3 separate regions of the Mus musculus genome follow, and all the other regions are linked to region 2. Evidence: chromatin contacts called from public Hi-C and promoter capture Hi-C data. All regions are on one chromosome and are shown on one strand. Each heading gives the region's core, a stretch centred on a gene start, on an enhancer-like site or on the middle of the called end of the contact. The rest is flanking DNA. Distances are from core to core; before and after follow the strand shown. Region 1 holds the start of Smg7 (Smg-7 homolog, nonsense mediated mRNA decay factor (C. elegans)). Region 2 holds the start of Edem3 (ER degradation enhancer, mannosidase alpha-like 3). Region 3 holds the start of Shcbp1l (Shc SH2-domain binding protein 1-like).

Region 1 (4,700 bases), core at 1,247-3,746, 1.1 Mb after region 2:
AAGACCCTTCTAGCATCAGATTACAGAATAGGTTTTCCTGTGTTCATATAAAAATACACGGCCTTATTTTCCTTTCTATCATTTCAAAGGACCTTATAGTGTATTTATCTGTTCATGTTTACTGACTTTCTATCAAGATAGACTACCCCATGCTCACCCTTGTTTCACCAGTGAAGTCTCAGCTCCTAGATTATAGAAAGCCCTCAGTTCACACTTGGGCAAAGAATGAGCATAGATATGCAGCACAGAAAGCTGACATGAAGCTACAAGACAAGCATTTGAATTTGTTTTTACACACCAGCCATTCGATCCTCAATAGCTTCTTTGGACTCACCTTCCTAATCTGCAAAAGAAAAAAGTTAAACTCCATTCAAGCCCTCCAGCATTCTTGCCTAACCAAACACCACTCCCCCTTCCATTTCCTTATTATCTATGTCCTTCCATTTAGAATCTCCCTTTCTTAATCCACAGCTGTCAGGAAGAGTCCATCCTTATAAAAGTTTAAGTGTTCTTTTCTTCTAAAACCTAACAAACTAGTAAGTTCTGTAAGAGGGTGGAGTCCTTACTCTCTATTCTTAGCAGTTGGTACAATGCCTTACCTACAGGTGAACAACCAACCAATCAATGAATCATAGGAGTAGAAAGAGCAGATGAACAAAGAGAGCCTTTCCTATTTCCCTCAACTGCTCAGGTCATCTAGGACTCAAAAACATGGTACCTTTTTGTGGTGATAGCTACATTAGTCTGTGCTATTAATTTACTCACACACTGGATATTATCATGTAATTTCCTTAAGATTAAGAACTGTCCTGGTAGTTTCTATTTTTTTCTACTGCACCTATATATTCACAGCTCACTGTAAAGTTTACTTAATGCAGTAATAAGGGTAACAGAGGAAAAAAAAGAGAATGCCACCTTATAATATCAGGCATACACATTGTGCTAAACTCTGGAATTCATGCATCAAAGATTCAGAGATCCCACCACTCTCTCTCCAGTGTAATGAATAACTACTTTCAAAGACAGAATAGCCACTCTGTTTACCACAGAACAACATCAATTCTCTTGCAATATAAATATATATATGGGACCACTCTTAACACATCGACTTCCACATCACTTATGTCTAAACAGCTAAAGAAAATCTTACTCAGTTATCTACCCATTCAATTCTCTTCTCCTCAAGGTTTCAACTCACTTTTTAAAAGTATCTTCCCAAATAAGACCTGCTATTTAAAAGAAAAACACTGTTCCTGAAAGACAAAAAGGCCAGTTTGTAAGTTCCCAGTCTTAGCAACTCCTCCATTAGCCTCAGGCACTAGCAACCTTATTTCCCATTGTGAAGGCTGTATTTTCCCCTCTAGTTTCCTCCAAGCTCTCACTCAAAATCCGTCAAACTATTCTGACTGCACACCAGCTGCTGTCTTTCCATTCAAAATGTTCTCGACGTCGGTGTTAATGCATGTGAGTCTTCTTTAAGTGTGCATCAATCCCTGCTTCCCCTCCCTTACCCCAGACACTCACACACACACACACACACACACACACACACATACACATACACACGCACGCACCCCCAGTACCCATGGGTCACTCTATCTCCTTCATACAAGTTCCTTACATCGCACCTAATGAATGCACACGACTCTCAGAATGGTATCTTCCAACTACAGTTTCTTTCGAGAACATCACCTTGTTCGTAGCACCTCCCTCTTCCCTCGTCTCCCCATCCTTTTTCCCCCTTTCCGGGCTCTCCGACCCCTCTAACTCTGGACAGAAGGCATTATTTCTCCTCCTTCCAGCCCGCGACTAAAGAACAAGCTCGCGTTTCCTGCGGGCTCCCCTTCCTCTCATTTGCCCTCCAGAATGCGCCCTCCCAACCCCCAGGTGTGCCGACTTCCATCCTCCTCTCTCCTGCATCGCCCCGGCCAGCACACCACGTTTCCCGGGCCGTGGGCTCCAGACCCCTTCACACCCACCTCGACTCTGGGTCGCTGCCGGCTCTCCTCTCCCCTACCCCGGCCCCGCAGCCTGCGACCAGAGGCGCGCGCGCGCGCGCGCACACGCACACACACACACTCACACACACGTTCTCGTCTCCCGCTTCCCCAACCTCCCTCCGCTCCTCGCCCGGCTTCCCCCGGAGCGCGGCTCGCCCGGCTTCCCGGGGGCCAGGCAGCCATGTGTGTGCCCGCCCCCTCCCGCAGCCGCCCGCTCGGCCCCGCGCTCGGCCTCCCCGCCCTGGGGACAGAAGGACGCCGCGACTCCCCCACCGCTTCCGAGTCCGCCGGTCCTCGGCCCCCCGAGAGCCTCCCCTTCCCCCGTCGCCACCACGCCTCGGCCAAGCTCCGGCGCTCACCGGAGATACTGCGCGCTCTGCAGGCTCATCCTCCGCCGCCGCGTCTCGCCGCGAAGCCTCCGTGGGTCTCTCAGGCTCCTCGGAGCGGCCCCGCGGCCCCGCGGGTGCTGGCGGTCGCCGCCATCTTCCTCTCCTCCGACTCCTCCTCGCTTGGCGCGGGGTGGGGGGGGGGGAGAGTGAGTGAGGCGAGGGGGAGGGAGTTGGGGGGAGCGGCTCCGGCAGCGGCTGCGGCTCTGGCCTGTGGGGCGCAGGGACGCTCCGGCTCCGGAGGGGGGGGGGAAAAAGAAGGGGAAAGGGGCGGGGAAAGAGGAGGGGAGAAGCAGAGGAAGGAAGTCGGGTTCGCTCTCGCGAGACTTCAGCAGCGCCGGTCCCTCTGGGTGCTTTCCGCCGCTCTGTAGCGCTCCCTCTTGGGATCGGCGAGCGGTGCGGTGCCCGCGCGCCGGCCGAACGATCCGGTGCTGGTGCCCGGCGGCCTCCTAAGGCTCCGTCCTGTTCCTCCCGGGCGCGGGGGCGGCCCCCGGCTCACCGCGGACATCGAGCCCAGAGCAGCCCGGAGTCACACTCAAAGCCTTCCGCCCGGCCACCCGCCCACTTCTCACTTCCTTCCTTCTTTCTTTTTTTTTTTTTTCCCACTCCTCCACTTTCCCCGCCGGAAACGCCACCCCTTCCTCCTACAGTTCCGCCCGCCAATTCCTCGACTCCGGTCGTCCCCTCGCGCGCCGGAGAGTGACGCAGAGGCCTCCCCCGTTTCAGCCGCCCCTCCCCGGGCACTCTGGGAGAAGGTTGGGGGGGGGGGGGGGAATAGGGCGGAGCCCAGGGAGAAATAGAAAGGAAAACCAATCCGATTGGGCAGGCCGCTGCCATGGAAACTGGAGGCTGTGGTTGTATTGTCATAGTAACTGCCGTGTGTAGACAGGGTGACCCTCCCGTAGAGAAACGGGTTCCCTGGAAACTGCCCAGGATTCCCCACTTGGATTCCCTGCCTTTTTAAAAGCCAGAAGTCGAAATGGTTATCCGAGTAGGAAAGTCCATTTCTTCCTCCCTTACTCTCCCAGCAAAAATTGGGGGAGACCCCGAAGCATTCATTTTAGGCATTGCCAGTCCCCCAAGGGTGGAAACCACCTCCATCGTTGCCTATCTGAGCCGGGTAGGGAGAGGGCCGGGCCCGAGAAGAAAAGGCAGGTTATGAAGGCCGGCGGCGAGTGGGTGGGAACGAGAAAGCGAGGGCGATGCTGCGAAGTCAGAGGAAAGGGAAGGGGCTTCCCCACCACTGTTTGAGGCTGGGCAGCGGGATCCCGCCAGAAGCGGGTCCCTAAGGGAAGAGACGGGCACATGACAACCGAGATGCGGCTCCGGCGATCGCGAATGTTCGACTTTTTGTAGCCGGTCGACCCTTGCCTAATTCCTACTCGATATCACCGGCGAGACCTCCCGTAGGCGACTTAGTGAGAGCTCGAACCCAGCCTAGGAGGCTAACACGCAGTTCTTAGGCATTTAGAATGGAGAGCGATCAGAAAGGCTGATGACGTTCTTTCCAGAGGTACCCTCAGAGAGAAAAGACGCTCCGTCATCGAAGGTTGATCTCCAAAGACCCCCTCCTCAAAAACATCTGCAGTGTTTTAGAACTTGCCATAAAAAAAAAGTATCTAGATTTATCTGCATGAGGGAGTTTAAGAAAATAATTTTCCATTTTGAGAACGAATATTTTAAGCATTTTGTGTCAGGTTTAGGGTTAAAATAGAAATAATGGATCCTGATGATGTGGAATCGTGTAGAATAAGTCATTCTGATGGAATGAAGTAATTATTGATATTTTACAGGTTTTATTTTCAATTGATGTTGAAAGTTATATAAGCAGCTATCCTAAAGTGTTTTAGAATAAGATCCAAGAACGCAGTCCTCACTGTATAGTTAAAACCAGCATTTTCAATGGGATCTTGGTTTTGGTTTGGGTACCTGATATCTTCCGGTTTTTCCATGCTGCCTAAAGAATCGCTTTACAGGTCTTTCTCTGAATCCAACTCCTATTAACCTAGAACAGTGTTTATTTGGAACGTGTTTCTGTTCTCAGGAAACGAAAGTACAGCCCACTTGGACATCATTCTCAAGGACAGCATGTCATTAACGAAATAGAAAGTGAACTATGCCCCCTCATGCTGCAAGCAAGCGCGAGTGTGAGGCGCTATGACGTATGGGCGATTGCAGCAGTACAATGGCCCCTATCTTCCACCAGCGCCAACGCACCGCCCACTCACGGGAAAGAGAGCCACCTAGTGAGAAACTGTTCACATCTCTGGTGTGTAGCTTTCTACCTCAACTCTGGAAGTCAAAGAATGGAAGT
Region 2 (4,812 bases), core at 1,408-3,907:
ATTATTCAGGGAGTCAACAAGGAAGGTGTCCTGCCTACTTATGACAGCCTTTAAAACTTCAGTGTTAGCTGGGAGACAAGCAAAAATGCAGAAAGATAAACACTGAGGCCAGGACTTCCTTTTCAGTTCGTTGTTTCTTTAACAAGATCACTACTGTCTTATTGAGACCCAAAGACTCAGAAGTCTTTATGATTAGAACATCAAGAAGTCTAATAATAAATAGTAATAATGATAACGATCATAATATTAAAATCAACCTAGTTATTGCCAATAAGTTCCTTCAAATAACTGACTTGAAAATACATCTGAAAGTCATTAGGTATTTTTCTACTGTCTTTGTTCTTCGTTTTCAAATACTAGCTGATTGGTGTTGAACTTTGGCTTGTCCTGTTCTCTATGCCACATCCACACCAACTCAAAGGTATTTATTTACTTAGCTAACTTCGTCATTAAGGCTGCCAACAAGGATCCGGGATGGCAGCAATGCAGGATTGCAGGTTTGTAAAAGGGATAAACATCATTCAGAAATGAGCTCATGTGTACAGTATTCATATGATTACAGGGAAAGGTCATATTATTCTCACTTTATAGTGAGGAAACTGAAGGAATAAGAAATCAACACTTCTTGAACATGTCTAGTGGGGGAGACACAGCACTAGGCCTTTTAGAATAATCTGGTTATTTAGAAACAAGCTGGTTAATACCCCTCAAACGATCAAAATCTAGTGGATGTAAAAATGCACTAATAGAGACACAGAGTACTGTGGAAGAACAGGAAGGAGAGTGGTTTGAACACTTTCTGCAAGGTTTAGAACTGTTTTGTGGTGATGGAATCTAAGCCAAGTCTTAATGGTTTGTGGGCGTGGGGCAAAGATTACAGAATAACAGAGGAGATAGAAGAGCAAAGATAAAGAAAGGAAAAGAGTGTGAGAATTTACTTCGTAGTCGAATAGAACTTGAGGGCAGGGGCAGATCGAAGGCAGAGGGAGGAGGAATTCAGAGGGTTTGCAAATCGAAGCTTACTCTGTGGCAGTGTAGAGGAGACTAGGACGTTGCAACTGTTCAGCAAAGAGATAATGAGAGCTGGAACTAGGAAAATGTGGACTAGAAAGGCAATGGTCTGAAAGATAGTAGCGATAAGGATCTGGGTGATTTACCCACTGGTTGGACACTAGGAAAGAAGAGGGTGAGTAAACAGGTCTGAAGCATTAAATAATTTTACACTTGAGTTTCTCTTGGACCAGACAGAAAGGAAATTGAATGTAAGGCCAATGATCAGGACAGATATAAATCTAGAAATCAATCCGAGCAACAAGGTGACTTAATCCGTGTCAGAAATCACTAAAGCGAAACCCGGAGAGTACAAAGAAGCAAAGGAGTCGAAACAGAACCTTCAGGAAACACCTGCGTTTTTGAAAGAGGAGAGAAGGAAGAAAGGTTATTTTGTAACCCGGATGGTCAGAGAGATAAGACTTAAGTGGTGAGGCATTAAAAGCAAGAGGTTTCAGATAGCTCGATATTGCTGAACGGACAAATACGAAATTTACTGTGGCCACAGAGGTCACATCCAAGCTCCTCAACTCTGCCGCCACCTGCTGAAGTGGCACAAAAGAAAGACATGTGCTTTTGCAAGAGAAACCCACCTGTCATTTTACCCACAGTTAGCCTGCCAATCAGCCATTGCAACTCATTACAACATCTAGTCTTCACTAAATTAAAAAAAAAAAATCACTTTTGCATTGTACACTTCTTTCCTTCATGGGCTTTTAAGATAACTATTATTAATCACGTTCTTAGCTTTGCTTGGCCTCCTTCATTTTGAGTGTCCTGCTTAGTTGCTGGGGTACTGAATTAGAGGAGTAATTCAGGAGTTAGATTAGTGTTTGCTAACTTCTTCCAAGCCTTTGTGCAAAAGTTCAAGCTACGTGTGCAAAAGTAGAAGGACGATATATACATATTAGAGTTGTGTATATGCGCTAATGAAAGTAAAACTCTCACATGGTCGTCAAAGGTTCGAGTCATTTAGCTGTTGTTCATTTCCTAGTTTTTGTTTTGTTTTGTTTTGTTGTCATTTTCTCGAGGGCAGAAGAATATTTTCACTGTTCACCCAGGCATTCGGTACCGACCTGGGGGCAAGTCTCATTCTGTCAGCTCTCAGGAAAAAAAAAAAATCTTCAGGAAGAGAATGGCAAAGCACTCACGAGTCTCAAGGACTGGGCAGCCCACCGACGAGGTAGGGTTGGCCAAAGGTCTTGCGGAACACAGAACGCCTGGAACCTGCGTGGCCTTTACAGAATAGGACTACAAGTCCCAGAACGCAGGGCGCTACTAGGCAGAAATCTAGCAAGGCGCCTGCGCGTAGGTCTGTAGTCAAGCTGGAGGAAGCGGTGCACCTTGGGACTAGTAGTTCCTAGGTGGCAACTCCTGGGGTCGGAGGTGGATCGAAGGGACAGCTCCCTGCCCAGTCCCGCCTTTTGTCCACGTCCCGCTTCTCTGGGCCAATGCTAGGTCCTGTAGCTGCGGCCAGCCCCTCTCCGAGGCTGTCTCCATTGGTCCCGAGGCTATCTCACTTCGGCTCTACCCGGAAGTAGCCTTGGAGAGGCGGTTTCCTAGACTACGACACCGGAAAGCTGGGGGCGGTGCTCCGAGCCGTGGAGGGCGGAGGGTGGTGGCAGCGCTGGCGCTGGGGGACCGGCTCGGTGACTTCGGCAAACAGTTTGGCGCCGGCGGCCGCCAGCCTCACTCCACAGTCCGCCCTCGACACGGCTCGCAGCCTCCTCGCCGCCGGCAGCCCGCAATGTGGCCCACCGTGCCGGTGTAGCAGCTGCGCGTGCGCGGAACCGCGGGGCCATGAGCAAAGCCGGCGGCTGCCGGGGCTGTGGGTGCCGGGTCCCCCAGCGAGCGTCATGGAGCCTGGTGGCAGCGACGGCCGCGCTCTGTCTGGTGTTGGCCACGTCCGTGTGCACGGCAGGGGCCGCGCCCATGAGTAGGGAAGAGAAGCAGAAGCTTGGGTAAGGGTGCGTGGCTGTCCGGGTGGGTTTCCTCGCGCGGCTGCCAGCAGTGGAGGTGCCTGTCATTGCGCCCCCGGCGCACTGTGGACTTTTTCTGTGGTGACTGTAACAGCTGGTGAGGCTGGAGGACCTCGGTGCGGTGGACGGGGTCCAGGACGATGGGAGCTGATCCCCGGGATGTGACCTCGGGGGCTGTCGAGTGTCTCCTGGGCAGCCTGTGACATATGTAGTGTTGTGTCAGCGCCTCTGCCATGTCAGGGGCTGGTGGAGGGGCTACCGCCTGGGTGGCGGAGGCAGGGTTGGATGTCTCACCCAAGTGAGCTCCCAGCGGGAAAATGTTGCGGTGCTTACACCTGTTAAAGGAAAAGGGGCGTTCACCGGAACTTGAACTTTTCAGACTTCACTATCCCCCTTGCTGTGTTTTCTTTCCTAAATGGCACTTGTGAGCTAGAGCAGGCGATTTGATGCTATTCAGAGGCCTCGATTAAGTGTACCCCCTTAGAGTAGTTTTATGAGGCTTAAAAGTGTTCCAAAACACTATTTATAGCATTTAATCCAGTAATTCGAATACATCCGAAGTGGCACAAGTGACTAAGAACGAAGTGGAGAATCTCTGGATTTTGGCAAAACCGTGAAGTTAAGTGAGAGGAGAGGAAATGTGTGCCTGTCAGTAGCACGGCGAGTTGACTGCGAAAGATGCTTATTAAAACAGTGAAGTGGGTGGGTTTTGCTTGTCTGGTAGGTTAGCACAGAACACTAGAATGCACTGCTGATTAGTGAAGAGGTGAGAAAACTGGTGGGGATGTAAACCACGTGACTTATTGACACCAACTCCAGAATTTTAAATTGTGCTTGCTCTTTGATTCATTTCTTTCTCTGGAGAATCTATCCTACAGAAGTAAAGACACAATTAGAGATAAGTGTATAAAGGGGTGCATTTTGACAGAACAGAACAGGCTGGGGGGGGGTGTCATACATTTAGAAAGAGTTCTGTACTAAAGCAAGTTGTAGGTTAATATATAAATAGAAAGCATATTATTTTATAAGAAAAAATAGTTGCCTGAACTCAGGAAAAAATAACAGGTAACTTATCCCACAAAGGGAGGTGGAGCCATTAGGTTCTGACGTAGATACTTCTTTACTTCCGCCATTGCAAAAGAACTATACTAATTTTTAAATCACAGAGCAAATAAAAATGTGAGTAAAAGAAGATGAAGTGTTATCTATTCAAACAAAATTACCAGTGAATTCTAGACTCTTGCCTTTTCCTTTATAAGTTTAATGTATTATTTTGTGACATTTTAATGATGTTCCCACTTTGTTGGCATTTAACTCATGCCATCTCTAAAACTGTTATTCCATCGCGAGGTGGATGCTATCTCCACTGTGCAAATGAGGACATTGAGATTCAGGGTTAACTTGCTCAGAGTCTCAAAGCGGGTCAGGTTTGTGGTTTTTGGTTACATTTATATTTTTAACCTATGTCTGATCTCACAGTTCACAGTCTGTACAGTGCTGTACTTCCTTAAGATTTGGGGGAGGGGAAGTATTTCTATTATGGCTGCAAATATTTTCTTTGACATTCTTATTAAAATTTCTATATGAGTCATTGACTTGCCAGCCCCAGGTTCAGTCTCAAAAAAACCAAGCTGTACCCCCTGCGCCCGCCCTCTCCACCCCACCCCCCTCCAACCCTCCCATTCCACCCTCCACCCCTCCCCCCACTTTCCACCCCCCACTGGAATTGTGAACAGCTGCTCAGTTGCTTACACTCAAATATCTGATCATATGTAGTCTTTCA
Region 3 (4,319 bases), core at 1,785-4,284, 1.7 Mb after region 2:
AGATAGAAGCCCTAACTAAGACAGCCAAGGGGTCCCTGAAGCATCATGAACTGTAAAGGTTATTGCTTCTCCTGCCCGTTGTGCCTCAACTAGAGTGAGTCCCTTTGGCTGAAGACACCAGATGCTTCAGCTGAAGGACATGAGGAAATCAAGCTTGTACTAAACTAGAATCTCCCTCCCTCTTATCTCCTTTCCTAGTGCCAGATGGTGGAGAACTGTCTCCAACAACTTTGCTTAGCTATTGACCCTGTGTGCACGCTACAGTACTAACACGTCAGGCCAGAAGTTTCCACTGGTGTAATAGCATCACGACTATTTTGGGTGCAACCAATGGCTTTTCTGTTATATTTAATGCTACAACACAGGAGGGAACAAACAGCTGGTACCACGTGATGTCCTGAACACAGGTTTCATAGCACGCCTCCCTGTCCTCCAGTTCTTACATCCTTTCCATCTCTTCCACAATGTTCCTTTATAGCCAGAACTGTTTTTAATCCTTTGTAAGAGCGACTAATGACTTAGGGTCTTGTTCTGTAATCCTGGCTGTCCTGGAACTCTTAGAGACCTGCCTGCCTCTGCCTCTGCCTCCCAGTGGCTCTGCATTCGTCACACCATTCTCCCTTCTATTTTACTCCTGTCTGAGTTGCCTACAACTTACTTCTCTTTCATAACTCAGCTCCACTGGGAATTTTATCTGCTCACGGAAATATAAATCAATACTTCTGGGGAAATAAACATTCTGGCAATCTGAAGTTGCTGACGTCGTCCTTTTCATAAATTAAAATTTAAAACATTTAAGAGTCCCACTTTGTGGCCCTGACTGGCCTTGAACCCAGAGACCCTCCTACCTCTGCCTCTCAAGAGCTGGGATTAATCTATCCCAGCTATAAAAGGGTTTTTTGTTTGTTTGTTTGTTTGTTTGCTTGTTTTGGGGGTTTGCTTGTTTGTTTTCTTTGAGACAGGGTTTCACTGTACAGCCCCGGCTGTCCTGGAACTCTCTTTTTAGACCAGGCTGGCCTCGAACTCAGAAATCTGCCTGCTTCTCCCTCCTGAGTGCTGGGATTAAAGGTGTGCACCACCACTGCCCAGCACTAAAAGCTATTTTTAAAAAGACTCAGGTTAAATATTGATTACTCTGTCAAGAAGGAGATTGTTTTCTTCCATGCTTTGGATTTTTTGTTTATATTTATTTATTTTACTTTATGTGCATGAGTGTTTTGCCTGCATGTGTGTATGTATATGTAGCATATGTGTGCAGTACCCACAGGGGGCACAAAAGCATCCGATTCTCTGGAACAGGAGCCACCATGTGAGTTCTGGGAATCAAACCCTGGACCTCTGGAAGAGCAATGAGTCCTCTTAACTGCTGAGCCATTTCTCCAGCCCCAACATAGTATGGCTTTGAAATATGTATGTAATAATCATAGTCTTTACACATGCTGTTGCCTACACTTTGCTTAGGGTAGGCAGGCCTTGTGTCTTTCATCTGTATGCCTTTGGCATCTACACAGTGCCTGTCTGGCACTTAGTAGTTCCTATGAAACATCTGTTTGTTTCCGGAAGAAACAAAAACTAGTGCTGTGTTTGAAATTTAAACACTTTGAACTAGCTCACAGGATTTTTTTTTTTTTACTCTAAACTTAAGGGCTAAACTAATACTAATAAAATAATTATTTTTTCAAAGAAAGGAAGAGGAAAGCATTTAAAACAAAATAACAAGAGTAAGCAGAGGGTGGCAGTGGGTGCCTATCACCATAGTGCCTGGGAGGCAGATGAAGGGCCCTGCAAGCTTGAGGCTCAGTCTACACAACACACCAGGCAAGCATGGACTGCACACACACACACACACACACACACACACGCGAGGTAATGAATTAAAAGAAGAGAAAACCAGCCCTGTAATAGATTTTATTCGAATGGGTGGTCTTGGGTGGTTATAATGGCACCATTTTAAAGAAGGTCACAGACTCCAGACAAATACAGTGAAGTGTGAATACAGAATAATTGAAGTCCTAATTGTTTTCTGCACTACAGTAACACGATACAAACGGGAATGTCTCCTTCAAAATAAACTCACAACTTCACACAGTGTCCTTCCAAGTGAGCGAGAGGGAAGGCAGGTGTTTTCCCAAGTCACCTCAGCTCGGGGGCTGTGCGCCCAGCACAGAGTCCAGATAGAGTAAACAGACGGTATTCCAACGGGCTCAATACACAAGCAGTCTCACATACCGGGAACTGGAGTCCTGATGCTCATCAAAGGCCGTGAGCAACATTTAGGAAAATGCGCTTACTCACCGTCGCCACCGCTGAAATACGTGTTGATAAGGGTTGCAGTACTGTAAACACCCATCAGGGAGAATTCTGAGCAGCTCCACAGACTAATTTGACCCATTGACTTAATCACATCTTCACACACACACACACACACACACACACACACACACACACACACACACACACACACACACACACACAGAGCAATTTGTTTATGATATGAAGGGACGCCTAAACTGAGATCCGCGTGGAAAGGTGATCCCGGGTGCCTACATCTATCCGCAGTTTTCTCTGGTAATAACCAGCTGGTCCCAGTCACAAATGCTTCCTAGAATAAAAGTATGTTTCCTTTGGCTGGGGGGAGGGGGTCTGATTCAATCGGTAGAGTGCTTGTCTAGCAGGTAATGAACCGCCCCATTGAGTGGGGCGGGCCTGTGAACCCAGCACTTGAGAGGGAGAGGCAGGAGAATCAGAAATTCAAGGTCATCCTTGGCTACCTAGGGACTTCGTAGCTTGCCTGGCCCTGAAATGTTTCAGGACTTAAGGGTGGATGGGTGGGGACCAACGAGCTCCTAGGTTCTGCCATTAGGCGATTCCAAGGATCAATGGGCGGGGTCAGAGGCAGGACCCCGCCCCTATCCCCGCCTCTGCGCAGCGTGCTCCCACCGCCCCCGCACCTGCCTTCATTTCCCGCCCACGCATGTGCTCGCCCGCGGAGCGCGCACAGGCTGCGTGGTCCCACGAGGGGAAGGCGGCCAACGGCTGCGGCGCGAACATGGAGTCGGATGCCACGACCTCAGAGCCCAAGGCCTCGGTCGGGAGTGACAGCTCGCCAGCGGAGCAGACTGTCTTAGCCACCCTCCGGGACTCGGTGGCCGCGCCCACCAGGGGCTTCATGTCCCCCGTGCGCTCGGTAGTGGCCTCCCCGCGCCCCGTGAAGGGCAAGGCGGCACGGCGACGGCTCCAGCTCCCACCGGTCACCCAAGCCGAAACATGTGACGAGGAGCCCGTGCCCGCGGTGCCTGAGGACCAGGAGGAAGCGCAGCCCCTGCCACCGATCTACGCATCCCCCATGAGGGGCATGTGGCGCAGCGAGAAGGTGGCTCTGTACTGCGACCAGGTGCTACAGGGCTCGAAGGTGCGAAGCTGCAGAGGGGCCAGCTCCGGGAGGTTTGGGTCTTTCCCACAGCAGGGAAAGCAAATCTGTCCCTTCAAAACAGTCTTTTGGGGGAAAAAATCAGTCTTTTGGAGTCAAGGGGTACAGAATGCCACCTTGGCCACCTTAGTCGTTGCCCAGACCCTCAGCTCCTGCCCTAGAGGACTTGACTAACCCGTTATACAAAATTGTCAGCTAAAATGACACCTCCTAAAAGATGAGGCCGTGAAGCGCTCGTCACAGTCTGGGCATACATCTTACTGTCCACTCAAATACACAGAGCTCGGTGTCCACACACCCTAGTGTCCACACGTCTCGTTGTTAACACACCCTAGTTTTTAATACATCTTCATATTAGGCCCAAACATAAAGCTAATATTACGTTGGAATTGTGAAAATGGCAGCTAGAGAGACAGCTCCTTGGTTAAGAACATTTGCTGTTCTAGTAGAGGGGTCAATTTTCCTGTCCCAGAACCCACAAGGTGACTCCCATCCATCCGACACTCCTGTTTCAAGGGATCCCAGATCCTCTCCTGAGCCTTCCCAGGCATCAGGTGCAAGGGTGGTGTGAATACACGGATGCACATAAAAACAGGCGTAAGATGTCCCCAGAATGGTTCCCAGTCAGCAAGTCACGATGTAGACAGGTGTTTTGCATGGAAAGAGCCTGATAACACCAAACAGGGTGGCACACGCCTTTAATCCCAGCACTCGAGAGGCAGAGGCAGGCAGATCTCTGAGTTCAAGGCCAGCCTGGTCTACAGAGAGTTCCAGGACAGCCAAGGCTACACAGAGAAACCCTGTCTCAAAAAAAACAAAAAACAAACAACAACAACAACAAAAAAACCCCACCAAACAGAACAAATAGCATACATTTTAATACTGCATT

The links. Promoter capture Hi-C pulls out the DNA fragments that hold promoters and counts their contacts. Hi-C and Micro-C count contacts between places; a contact is called where the count stands out from the background.
Region 1: a contact with region 2 is called in a Hi-C map of neutrophils, with 6 times the contacts expected there. The contact joins the promoter of Smg7 here to the promoter of Edem3 in region 2. A contact is called at or near these places in 7 of 39 promoter capture datasets (the C10 cell line, erythroid cells, hippocampal neurons and 3 more), 7 of 484 Hi-C or Micro-C datasets (CD4 T cells, CD8 T cells, natural killer cells and 3 more), 4 of 115 datasets of contacts at active chromatin or transcription factors (astrocytes, cardiomyocytes, embryonic stem cells and 1 more) and 1 of 9 other capture datasets (liver).
Region 3: a contact with region 2 is called in a promoter capture Hi-C map of liver, with 4 times the contacts expected there. The contact joins the promoter of Shcbp1l here to the promoter of Edem3 in region 2. A contact is called at or near these places in 2 of 39 promoter capture datasets (liver and pre-B cells), 1 of 115 datasets of contacts at active chromatin or transcription factors (astrocytes) and 1 of 9 other capture datasets (liver).

Annotation. Positions count from the first base shown.
Region 1 is chr1:152,900,150-152,904,849 of GRCm38.p6, forward strand. Smg7 (Smg-7 homolog, nonsense mediated mRNA decay factor (C. elegans)) reads right to left here and starts at 2,497. Exons shown (of 23, transcript NM_001160256.1): 1 at 2,360-2,497. The coding sequence starts at 2,388.
Region 2 is chr1:151,752,717-151,757,528 of GRCm38.p6, forward strand. It overlaps Edem3 (ER degradation enhancer, mannosidase alpha-like 3), which reads left to right and starts at 2,658. Exons shown (of 20, transcript NM_001039644.2): 1 at 2,658-3,011. The coding sequence starts at 2,851. 2810414N06Rik (RIKEN cDNA 2810414N06 gene) reads right to left here and starts at 2,302. Exons shown (of 2, transcript NR_151475.1): 1 at 2,127-2,302.
Region 3 is chr1:153,422,175-153,426,493 of GRCm38.p6, forward strand. It overlaps Shcbp1l (Shc SH2-domain binding protein 1-like), which reads left to right and starts at 3,035. Exons shown (of 10, transcript NM_001033162.2): 1 at 3,035-3,412. The coding sequence starts at 3,050.